Regions from separate parts of the Pan troglodytes genome. Here region 2 is linked to region 1. A link is a contact called in public capture Hi-C data. All regions are on one chromosome and are shown on one strand. Each heading gives the region's core, a stretch centred on a gene start, on an enhancer-like site or on the middle of the called end of the contact. The rest is flanking DNA. Distances are from core to core; before and after follow the strand shown. Region 1 overlaps ARGLU1 (arginine and glutamate rich 1). Region 2 has its middle 350 kb from the start of ARGLU1.

Evidence for each region. Capture Hi-C pulls out chosen DNA fragments and counts their contacts.
Region 2: a capture Hi-C map of stem cell-derived neural stem cells shows a contact between it and region 1, with 8 times the contacts expected there. The contact joins two enhancer-like sites. A contact is called at or near these places in 2 of 7 Hi-C or Micro-C datasets (induced pluripotent stem cells and stem cell-derived neural progenitor cells), 1 of 1 datasets of contacts at active chromatin or transcription factors (stem cell-derived excitatory neurons) and 1 of 1 other capture datasets (stem cell-derived neural stem cells).

Annotation. Positions count from the first base shown.
Region 1 is chr14:112,162,959-112,168,019 of NHGRI_mPanTro3-v2.0_pri, reverse strand. It overlaps ARGLU1 (arginine and glutamate rich 1), which reads left to right. Exons shown (of 4, transcript XR_010150559.1): 2 at 3,995-5,061. Among named protein-coding and RNA genes, the nearest start is that of ARGLU1, 6.8 kb to the left of the region's middle. Within about 2 kb of position 1,744, at least 5 of the 24 cell types and tissues checked have an H3K27ac peak or open chromatin away from gene starts, as enhancers often do. A contact at or near this core is called in stem cell-derived neural progenitor cells and stem cell-derived neural stem cells, where this site is marked.
Region 2 is chr14:112,520,692-112,526,251 of NHGRI_mPanTro3-v2.0_pri, reverse strand. No RefSeq gene overlaps it. Among named protein-coding and RNA genes, the nearest start is that of ARGLU1, 350 kb to the right of the region's middle. Within about 2 kb of position 4,056, at least 14 of the 24 cell types and tissues checked have an H3K27ac peak or open chromatin away from gene starts, as enhancers often do. A contact at or near this core is called in stem cell-derived neural progenitor cells and stem cell-derived neural stem cells, where this site is marked.

The DNA of each region.
Region 1 (5,061 bases), core at 495-2,994:
TGATGTTAAGAATATGTATTCATTTATTTATTTATTATTTTTGTAGAGACAGAGTCACTATGTTTCCCAGGCTGATCTTGAACTCCTGGCCTCAAGTAATCCTTCTACCTCAGCCTCCCAAAGTGCTGGGATTACAAATGTGAGCCACCGTGCCTGGCCTGTACTTTTTTCTTCCTTTTTTTGGTCGTTAAATCTGTGTGCTTGTCTTTGCCTTGCTTATTTGTCCTGCAGAAACCGGTGTAGGGTGGTAGTATAGTGCTTGCTTGAGATCGTTAGCTTTGGCATCTACTTAGGTTCAGAGAAACAGCTCAGCAACATCCAGTGTGCTCGAGTCTAGAAACTTCAGCTCCTTGTTCTTAGTTTCCTCAGTAAAAATGGGATACATACCCACTGCATAGGAATAATTATGAGATTTAAATGATGACATGGTATATAAAGCTTTTGGCACAATATTATATGTTACCTATTAAGTAATAAGTAAATGCTGTTTGCTAATAATTATTAAGCGATTCCTAGAAGTAAACCCCTAGGATTGAGTTCCCCCATTTTAAAGATGTTTTAAAATAATGGTGCCAGTTACTCTGTAACAGTGCCGAAGTGCTGTAGCCTTACTGTTTTGTTTTTAATAGTTAGCATTTTAAAGTTCAGTGTGACTAGTGGTTTTTTTTTTTTTTTTTTTTTTTTTTTTGAGACAGGGTGTTGCTCTGTCGCCCAGGCTGGAGTGCAGTGGTGCAGTGGCGCAATCTCAGCTCATTCTCCTGCCTCAGCCTCCCGAGTAGCTGGGACTGCAGGCGCCCGCCACCACACCCAGCTAATTTTTATTTTTTATTTATTTATTTATTTTTATTTTTAGTAGAGTTGGGGTTTCACCGTGTTAGCCAGGATGGTCTCGATCTCCTGACCTCATGATCCACCTGCCTGGGCCTCCCAAAGTGCTGGGATTACAGGCGTGAGCCACCGTGCCCAGCCTGACTAGTGTTTTTAAAATACCTGAGAGCACAGAGAAAATAGGACCTAGTATTATACCATTTCCATTGAAAACCTTGAAGATCTTGATTTAATGCTTTCGTCAGTATAACATATTATTGGCAGGGGAATGGATATTCAGCAGAGGAGCATGAGGAAAACATTAGAGAAAAGAACATCATGAGGGTGAGAACTGCTATGGCAAGGGTTTTGAGGAGTGAATAGGCTGTTAGATGATACCTATTTTGCAAGACACTGACCCACTCAAGAAAGTTCAGTGCCTCTTATGGGAGTAGGCATAATAGTGGTTTTATCATTGATTATGATGATAAATTTGCCATCAGTAAAGATGAACTCATGCTTAATTCAGTTGTATATGTGCTCATTGGTTTGCTGAATTCAGTGTATGGCGAGGGGATAAAATTGAGCTTTCCTTCAGCATTGTTTCTAAAATTTGATTTAAAGTTTTTTTCTGATTACTGAAGTAGCATTTTTAATTTTACCAAGAAAAACAGCAGAAATTATATTCTTGCTAACACTTGCAGGCAAACAGTTTTGCTGTGGTACCCTGAACCCTGCCTGTTGCAAAGCTTCATTTTCATATTGGGATGCCTTGCAGTTCCTCCAGGAACAAAAGGAGATAAGCAGCTTTGTGAGAAACTGCACTAGGTCATTTCTCATTCTCCAGTGTTTCAGTTGAGCGTGGGACTTTCCACTTGCCCTCCCTTTGGGCTATAAAGTCGCCGAGCTGTAGTTAGAATTGACTCCTTAGCAGCGGAGCAGCCCACGGCCTGCCTGTACTGCCTGTTACATGGGCCCTCTGGTTTGATGTCATCAGTGGAAATAGAAGCAGGGAACTGACATTCTGATTTGGCATTTGCTGTAAGTAAATTTATTTGGCTCATTTTCTCCTTACTGACCAAAGCTATGGAAATGAGGCTCTGTTAGCCACTGCGCTTTTGCTGAGGGATGGCTTGACTGCCAAAAATAACCTTGAGTGTGTATCAGGTCTCTTCTGCCTTCACCAAATTCTTAAGATGGCAACTTTTTACTCCTAGGGCCTTCTTTCTACTTTGTGTGGAATTTTAATTGGAACTGTGTTACATTATCCTTTTTTTTTTAATAGTCGGTACTATGATCCACTTAGTATTGTTAATTAAAAGTCACATTGTACTGGTTTTGAAATTTTAAATATTAAGTTTCTTCTTAGGCTTCTCTACATTTACTAATTTCAGAAGAACCAACTAGCAAAAGTGTGTGTGTATGTGTGTACACTTTATTATGAGAAATTTACATATACATAAAGGCAGATTATTATTATTATTCTTGGGTACTCATTATCCAGATTCAACAGTTGTCAGCCTTGTTTCATTGATTAGTTTTCTTTCCTTTTGGGTGAAGTAGAGAAACAACATTTTATATGGAAATGTGATTTAATTTCTATTGAAGTTGCTGTCTGGTTTCCTTTTATATGCTCCCAGTGATTGATTTTTTTTTAGTATTGGGGAAGATACCTGCTCTCTCACTGAGCTGCTGTAGATAAAGACTTCAAACAACAAAGTCCTGAGAATGAGTGTTGGGCAAACATCTAGGCCCTTAAAGGAAAATATTCTTTCTCTAGTACCTACTGTCTCCTTGACAGAAGAATGTAGAGGATAAATGTAGAAACTGAAATGAATCAGGTTAAGACACATTGGTGTTAGTGTGTTATCACTGAATAAGTAACAGGAGTTGAAAATGAGAGCCCCTGGGTGAGAATTGAATCATCCCGAAGAATAGAGTTGAGTTGAAGTGGATTGGGGTATTTAAAGGTCACTTAGAAACTATAAAGTCTTTACTTAAACGATAAATTGAATGATTCTCATATATATGTATGTCAAATGAGTCATCAAAAGATAAAGGTTGCAGGTTTTATTTAATTTTGAGAGTTGTGAGAAAGTTGGAACATGAATCGTCCTCTTAGGATTGAGATTTACTGCAAGAGCCTCAGAATGTATTCATTCAGCACAAATTATTGTCTCAGAGTGCTATTAACTAGAAATAGTATGAACAATATATGCAATGTAAAATTTTTTTTAGTAACTTTAAGAAATGGATGAAATTAATTTTGTTGTATATTTTTATCCAAAATATCATTTTTAACACGCAATCAAATAAAAATAGGAGATCATTTATATTCTTTTTCTTCATACTAAATTTCAGTTTGGACCAGACACATATGACTGGTGGCTGTCACTGAATATCATTGGTATGAAATGTGCAGGATTTCCAGTGGTGCCTTGATGAATGTCAGTAATTTCAGCACAGAATTTTATTTTGAGTAAATTGGTATATAATATCAAAATGGGATTGGAGTAATTAAAACTGTAGTATCATGCTTTATTGAACTTTTTCTGGTAATAAAAATATATTTTTACCCACTTTCTCATTTCTAGAGGAGCTTTTAATTGAAAATTAACAAAAGGAAGAAAAGACATAGTAAGGAACTATAAAGCTAAAGAACTTCAGTTCAAAACTTAAGTTGGTCATATTTTCAGTAAAAACTACGCACTATTAGTCCAGCAGTCTGAATCTCTTCAATCTATATTTATTCTCTCTTTGCTTAGCGGGAAATGAATTCAGCCAATCTGAGTTGCCTGCTACATAATTTCTCCTTCTCTGTAGCTCAGCCCCAGACGAAGGGATTGGCAAATGAGCAAATCCATATGTTTTAACAACTTGTCCTCTGATTATAAAGTCGATAACAGAATAGATTTTCTGTCCGGATTTATTGTTCCTAAATTAGAACTAATGAATTAGGCTCTTTGTATATACCTGTTCTCCTGTATTTAGAATATGATAAAGGAAAAAAAGATTTTATATTCATTTGAATTTCTGTCATTTCCTTAAATGTGACATGGAAATGAATTCTGAAAAAATCACTGAATAATATCAGGCTCAATGGCTTGATAGACTTAAAACTAGTTTTGTTTAAATTTATAGTTTTAAAAATAAATACCTAACTCGTTTTTTGCACTTTGTTTGCTAGTCGACAGCAAGAAATAGAAGAAAAACTCATCGAGGAAGAAACAGCACGAAGAGTAGAAGAATTGGTGGCAAAAAGGGTGGAGGAAGAACTGGAGAAAAGGAAGGATGAAATTGAACGAGAAGTTCTCCGAAGGGTGGAGGAAGCCAAACGCATCATGGAAAAGCAGTTGCTCGAAGAACTCGAGCGACAGAGACAAGCTGAGCTTGCAGCACAAAAAGCTAGAGAGGTAACGCTCGGTCGTTTGGAAAGTAGAGACAGTCCATGGCAAAACTTTCAGTGTTGGGTTCTGCCTCCTGCTCAGTTCAGAAAGAGATGGAATACAGACTATCTAATTCCTTTCTCGTCTAAACTTAACATTGCTGCGAAAGTTAATTTTTTAGCCTATTCAGAAGTGCTGACTGATAACTTAAAAGTTGGAAGCTTTTATAAAACATATTCAAGGATACTTTTTGATTTAATGGAACTGGCTATTTGAGAAGTGTTTGAAACTTTTGCCATGGCTGCAGGACTTACATTCTTTTTTGGGAGGACGGTGGGGAGACAGGGAGTGGTAAAGGGAAAAGGTTAAAAATCCACCTGTGGTTGTATATTCTTCTATTCTGTCACTCTGTTACCTAGACTGTGAGAGGCTTTTGCCTTCAGTCAGATTAAAAAGAGCAGGGCCTAACATTGAGTGATAGCACCTGCTTTGATAAATAGGTTTTCTCACTCTTCTTTTTTTCCTTCTTTTATCCCTCACTCCCTCCCCTAAACCCTGCTTCAGCACAATGGACTAATTCTAGCATTCTGATCATAAGGCCCTCCATTTTCCTAATGTGTTTCAAGGAATCTTTTTAGGAAAAATATCCAGATTATTCATCCACTTTTTTTAGTATCTACTAACAACTCCTTTTTTTCTCTAGAGAGTTATGAAGGAACAGGTTGTCCTTGTCTGGAGTCAAGCTAAACACATGATTTGTTTTATCAGCAGCTGGAGCAGAAGTTGAAAATGTCTTTCTGTGAGACAGTAATTTGCTACTGAAGCTTTATGGCTTATTTGCACTGATTACTCCAGGATCCAAAAACTT
Region 2 (5,560 bases), core at 2,807-5,306, 360 kb before region 1:
AAGTGCTGGGATTACAGGAGTGAGCCACCGCGCACGGCCTTAACTTTTGACTCTAAAATCAGAGAGCGAGGAAAGGCACCTAAGATCCCTATCCTATGCACTCTCCCAAGAGAACAAGAACCATGTTCTCAAAAATATTCAAGACAACGTTTTCGTAGCCTTTCATCTGGAATCACTATATAAAGAAAGTTGTGAACAAAAATCCTTGGATCCAGTTCATATAATCTGTTGATATCGACCAAGGTTTATAAAAGATTGAAACTATGGCCTAAGAAAAAAGTAAGTGAGAAATATGAAACCATGAATATTCATTAGAGAATAAATGTTGAAATTCATAAGTAACATAGTAGCATGCCTTCCACATGGCCCACCTGCCTCTATTAATAACCTCATCAAATCTGTACACTGCAGTATCAGTCACTTCATCAATGGGTGACAGGGAATAAACTTCTCCCAGGATGCACCGCATTTCCCCATATTCATCCTGAAGCAGAACCTACCTGGGACATATACCAGTATCTATTCATGTCAAATTAAATGATCTGCTCATCCATTTTAATTCCTAATACGTATTCACTAGAAGATAAGTTCCCCTCCCCGCCACACACACACACACACACACACACACACTCACAAACAAAAAACGGATAACAGTGGAACTGAAGCCTGCCTCCCATCCAGGCTGCTTGCTGGGAAGATACAATTGCATATGCAATACCTGCGGCCTTCTGTTTCCAAATTAGTAAAATAGAAATGCATATGTCTGTAACTTCCTCTATCTGAGAGCCTTGTTGTGATTTAATTAATTAATTGATTCAATTAATTCTAAACTATGGAAATGATTTAATGAAGCTCAAACTCTAAAAGGACTGCCCACTGCAGATGCAAATGAACAAGATTGGGTTTTTCATTGATCCAAATCATTCATTCACTCAGATCTATAAATTGGTCATCGATTTCCACAGGTGGAAATGATTCATACTGACATGTACAGCTCTGCAGTAGAAATTGAGTTTCTTCTCTGTAGATTCCTCTGTTTTGACATCCCTGGATAAAGTCTCCGTAAAATTTACATCATTCTCTGTATGACCTCTGAAATCTTCCGGAAAATAAAAAAAAAAAAAAAAAAAGAAAAGAAAATGAACAACCCCCCCGCCAAAAAATCTAAAGCGTCTTTTACATATAGATTCCTCCGTGGGGTTGTAGCTGTGGTTGTGGAACTGGCTTCATCTGTCAACTACTTACTGCAGGAGCTTTTCTAATTGATAATGAGCTCCTTGGGGGAACATGATTTCAGAGTGTAAATTAATAATCATTTTCAAAGGATGGTGCCTCATTTTTAATAATGTTATCCAGTACATTTTGTATTATATTTTGCAATAAACTAGTCCTAGGAAGACAAATTTACAATAAGAAAAAAATAATTTTGAGTCTGATGGTACATATCTAAACAAATCAATAATTGTAGCGGCCTACTTTTTACAAATATAAAACACCCACATGTGCTGTCTCAGTCAGTTTGTTGAGTTTAAATTATTTCAAACTGAGTGTTGGCTATAGGTAGGACAGGTGTCTCTTAAATCCCAGCTCACTGGGGCACATGCTGACGTTTGCCAAAAAGCTTACGGGTGTTCAGCACAACTCAAAATAGTAACATAAACATGAACTACTTTTTAGAAAGAGCCCTTTCATTCTTCCGGTTCATCCCGAATGGGTTCTCAGTTTTTCTTGTAACCTACTTTTAGGGTGTTAGGTAACGCAGTGGTGATAAAGCTTTTTATTAATAAATAATTCAGTAGCCAGGGAGTGTAAAAACATCATTTGTATTGTAGCTGAGTGTTTTGTTTTCTAATTACGAAGCAACTGGAAGGCCTGGCGCTCCAGGGCTGTGTGATTTCACCAGTGTTGTTCCCCGGTTCCCCATTGTCGCCCTTGAAAAGAACATTCCCACAGAGCAGGCTCTAAAGACAATAAACATCGTGAGTAAAAAGAAATGACATAACATTCAGCGCTGATAAGGGGAGCTTTTCCCAGGGGCTGCGTGGGCCTGCAGTGGGAGGGCCTGGGGAGACTGCTGTCTGCACTGGGGGCCTGGAAGGAAGCGTCCACACAGGCGGGTTGCTGGGGCCCCTGTGTAGTCTCAGCACAAAGGGCCCAGAAGTGGGCAGGTCCCTCCCTGCCTCTGTGAAAATCAATCTAAGGAAGTCTGATGCCATGGAACGGTTTCCTGTCCGCTGTGTGGGAAATCTAACTGAGCGCAAACGGCCGGCAACAATGGGACAATATATTATAATAAACAGGAAAAATAGCATTGGCCACGGAAATCAATAGCTGGGGTTCATGAGGCATTCATAAGATTGACAAGTGAATAAATTAAAACCCAAAGGTTAGGACGCTGAAAGAGAAGTTAATTTTATGTCTGCCCTGGAGCTCCCCTTTTCAGACTCAAATTAAGACTGTGTATAATAAAATGAACATAAAGTCTTAGATTTACCAAAAAGGCTCCACTAAGACCTACATCGTCAGAAAACCAGAGATTCTTTTATCAACTTCCCCATGCATGGATGGTCGCTGCTCACACTGCATTAACAGCCCCCTCAACAGCGTGACCAAAGACTTATTTAAACGAGTTTCTGGCTTTAAATAAACCTGCTCTCGGCAACCAACTGTTCATCCAGGAAGTGATGTGACACCCCACTACACTGAAGTTTACTCAACCAGAACCCAACGAAGATGTGTGCAACCCAGCTATTTAATTTGAAGAACCCGAGGAAAAGCCACCTCAGTCCCTCCAAACCCCAAAATAATTATACGCAGCAAAACACAACTAACTCTAACAGAGACATCCCTTCAATAAACAATGATCCATCCATTTCCATGCCACAGTTGCCACCCTTTGAAAAAATGTTTTAAAGTTTGGGGTATTTCAATAATAAAATTAATTAGAATTCACTGCTGAACCTCGGATTTGCAATAAAGTGTTTGACACAACAACTTCTTTCTCCTACTTACTAATAAAGGCAGAGCATTGTTCTGTAGTTGAAGCAGTAGGCTAAGGATTTTGAGACAATTAATTCCAATCCAGGCTTTGCAAGTGACTTTCACATGAGCACAGTTCCTTTTGACGATTACGCATTAATCTACTCTACAATTTAGGGACATTTAAGTTATTAGAAAGCATAAAATGATCAGGTGATGGTTGCTTGTGAGCAATTTATGTAACCTAGTAATTTGGACGCTATAACTCAAGTATGTCTGGTAACATTTTGTTTGAACTTTAAAGATATTTCACTGCATTATTTGTTTTGCTCTTCGAGGTGGACTAAGATGGTTTCTTTGCATATCAAGGATTGCTGATAGAGCCTAATATTTTGGAAAGTAGTATGATTTAGTCTTTAATAAATATGCATTAACCAAAGAATTTCTAGTCTCATAAGAATAGTCTCAAGGCAAGGCACATTAAAGCAGAAGGGATACCAGAGAGCCAAACTCTGATTTTACTCACAATAAAATTTTCACTCTTTTAGGAGGCTGTATAAAGGTTAAGAAATAATATCCTTCAGTCTGTTTATTATTTTAAGTTTGGTACTCTCCCTAGTTTTTTTTTTTTTTTTTTAATTAAGATTCGCCCGGGAGGGAAAAAAGCCAAATCTACGGCTGTATTTAAATTAATCCGAGTTCACTGAACCAGCCGCTCGAGCAGCTGGGAACGCGGCGCAGCGGCCAGTAGGGGGCAGTGCGTCCCAGCGCAACCCTCGCCGCCCGGCCCAGCCTCGGCTCCCCACCGGCTGAGGAATGAAGTTTCACCGTGAACCGATTCCTCACCAAAGAAACAAAAACTGGTGACATCGAGACGCACGGGAGGACTTCAAGTCCTCCGGGGACACCCGCAGCTTCTGGGGATGCGCCTGAGGGAGCCCAGGCTGCATCCGCGGGGCTCCATTTTGTCTCCGAGCCAAAAAGCCGCCGACTTCTTCCTCTAGGGTTTTGCTTCCTGTAGGTTCGGTCCCAGCGCGCAGCAGAAACGTCAGGGGCGGCGCTCTCAGAAGCACGCGGGCCTCTCTCGGCAATGTGCGGGGCTGGGTGGCGCCGCCGATTCCCGCACGGAGCCCCCCTCAGGCGCCTCCGGCCCCGTCTTCGTCCCCTTCTCTGCGCCCCTGCGCTCTGCCCTCCGCCCTGTCCCCGTTTCCGTCCCTGTTCCCGTCCCGGCCCTCTGCCCTGCGCCCTGTCCCCGTTCCCTTTCCCGTCCCCGCCTGGAGGCCTCGCCCAAGGTCTCCCCGGGCTGCGCCACGAACCTGCCCCGCGTCCCCGGCACCGGCCCCGCGCGTCCTCCTCCGCCCTTCGCCCGCTTCTTTCTACGGGCCTCGGCCACTGCAGCTTCCTGTGTGCTGAGATTTCTAGAACATTCTGAGGGATGGGAAACGGGGAGGTAGGAAAGCCCTGACCGCCCCCCCCCCCGCCCGCTCCCGCAATCCAAGCGTTCCCAGGGAGTCCCTGGGGCCCTCTCGTCTTTCAGTGAATTCACTGGAATTAAAACAGCGGCTCAGGCGACTCCTTCCGCACCCTGGGCCAGGTCTGCGGGGCCCCCGTGGCCGCTGCGGCCACTGTCTCCCGGTCCCCTCAAACGCCCTGGACCGGGACTTGAACCTAGCGCCGTGGCATCCACGGCCGCCTCTTTCAGCGCTGCCTCCCGCCCGCTCGCATTCAAGTCTCATTTCTTATTGTACACTGGTTTTTTTGTTTGTTTGTTTTTTAACATTTCCTTAAGAAAACAAAGCAAAAGACAAAGGCACAGGCTATTAAGTAATTACAAGAAAAGGGATGGCAGTGCTCGGGGCGCACCCAGCCCGCGGAGGCCTCCTGCGTTTTCCAGAACTCCAGGGGCACCTTCGCTTGGGTCAGAATTGGGTAATTTGAGGCATGAGTGGGCTCACTTTTTAAAATTCATTGTATTGTGGAAAAAACAAACGAACAAACATTGAATTTCTCAGCAGCTTCATCTCCCACTGAAAACGACATGAACTGTAAGTGCTTCACTTAAAAGTGTTTCCCTTCCCTCTCAAAAAACACAGCGCTTTTCCCTTTCAATAAGGAATGTGAGTTTGCTGCATGGCATGTTGGTTTGTACTGAAAGACGAACTAGAGTCGGCACTTTCAAATATTTCAAATTAGAAAAGAATTAAATTCAGAATGCACATTTTGAAAAGAAGTGATGGAACTGCTATTCGGGTTATGCATGTGTAATTTTAAAGGAAAGATTTTTTTTTAAGTTAAATAAGGATCATACGATTGCTAAGAGTAACACACAAGTAACACGTTTCCCCACGGCCCACTCTCCTCCCATTCCGCTGAACTTGACTCAGCCATTGCAGAAAGATTTCGTCTGGAAAAGGAGATTCCACAGTTTGCTCCAAGAACAACCCTGCCTTTTTTTGGGGCGGGGTGGGGCGGGGGGGGAATCATCTGTTGACAATGCATTTCCTGTCTTCATCTTCAAAATGAGGAGCTTAAGTTCCTTCTCAACTGTATCCAACGTGATTCTGAAAACCATCAGGTCACT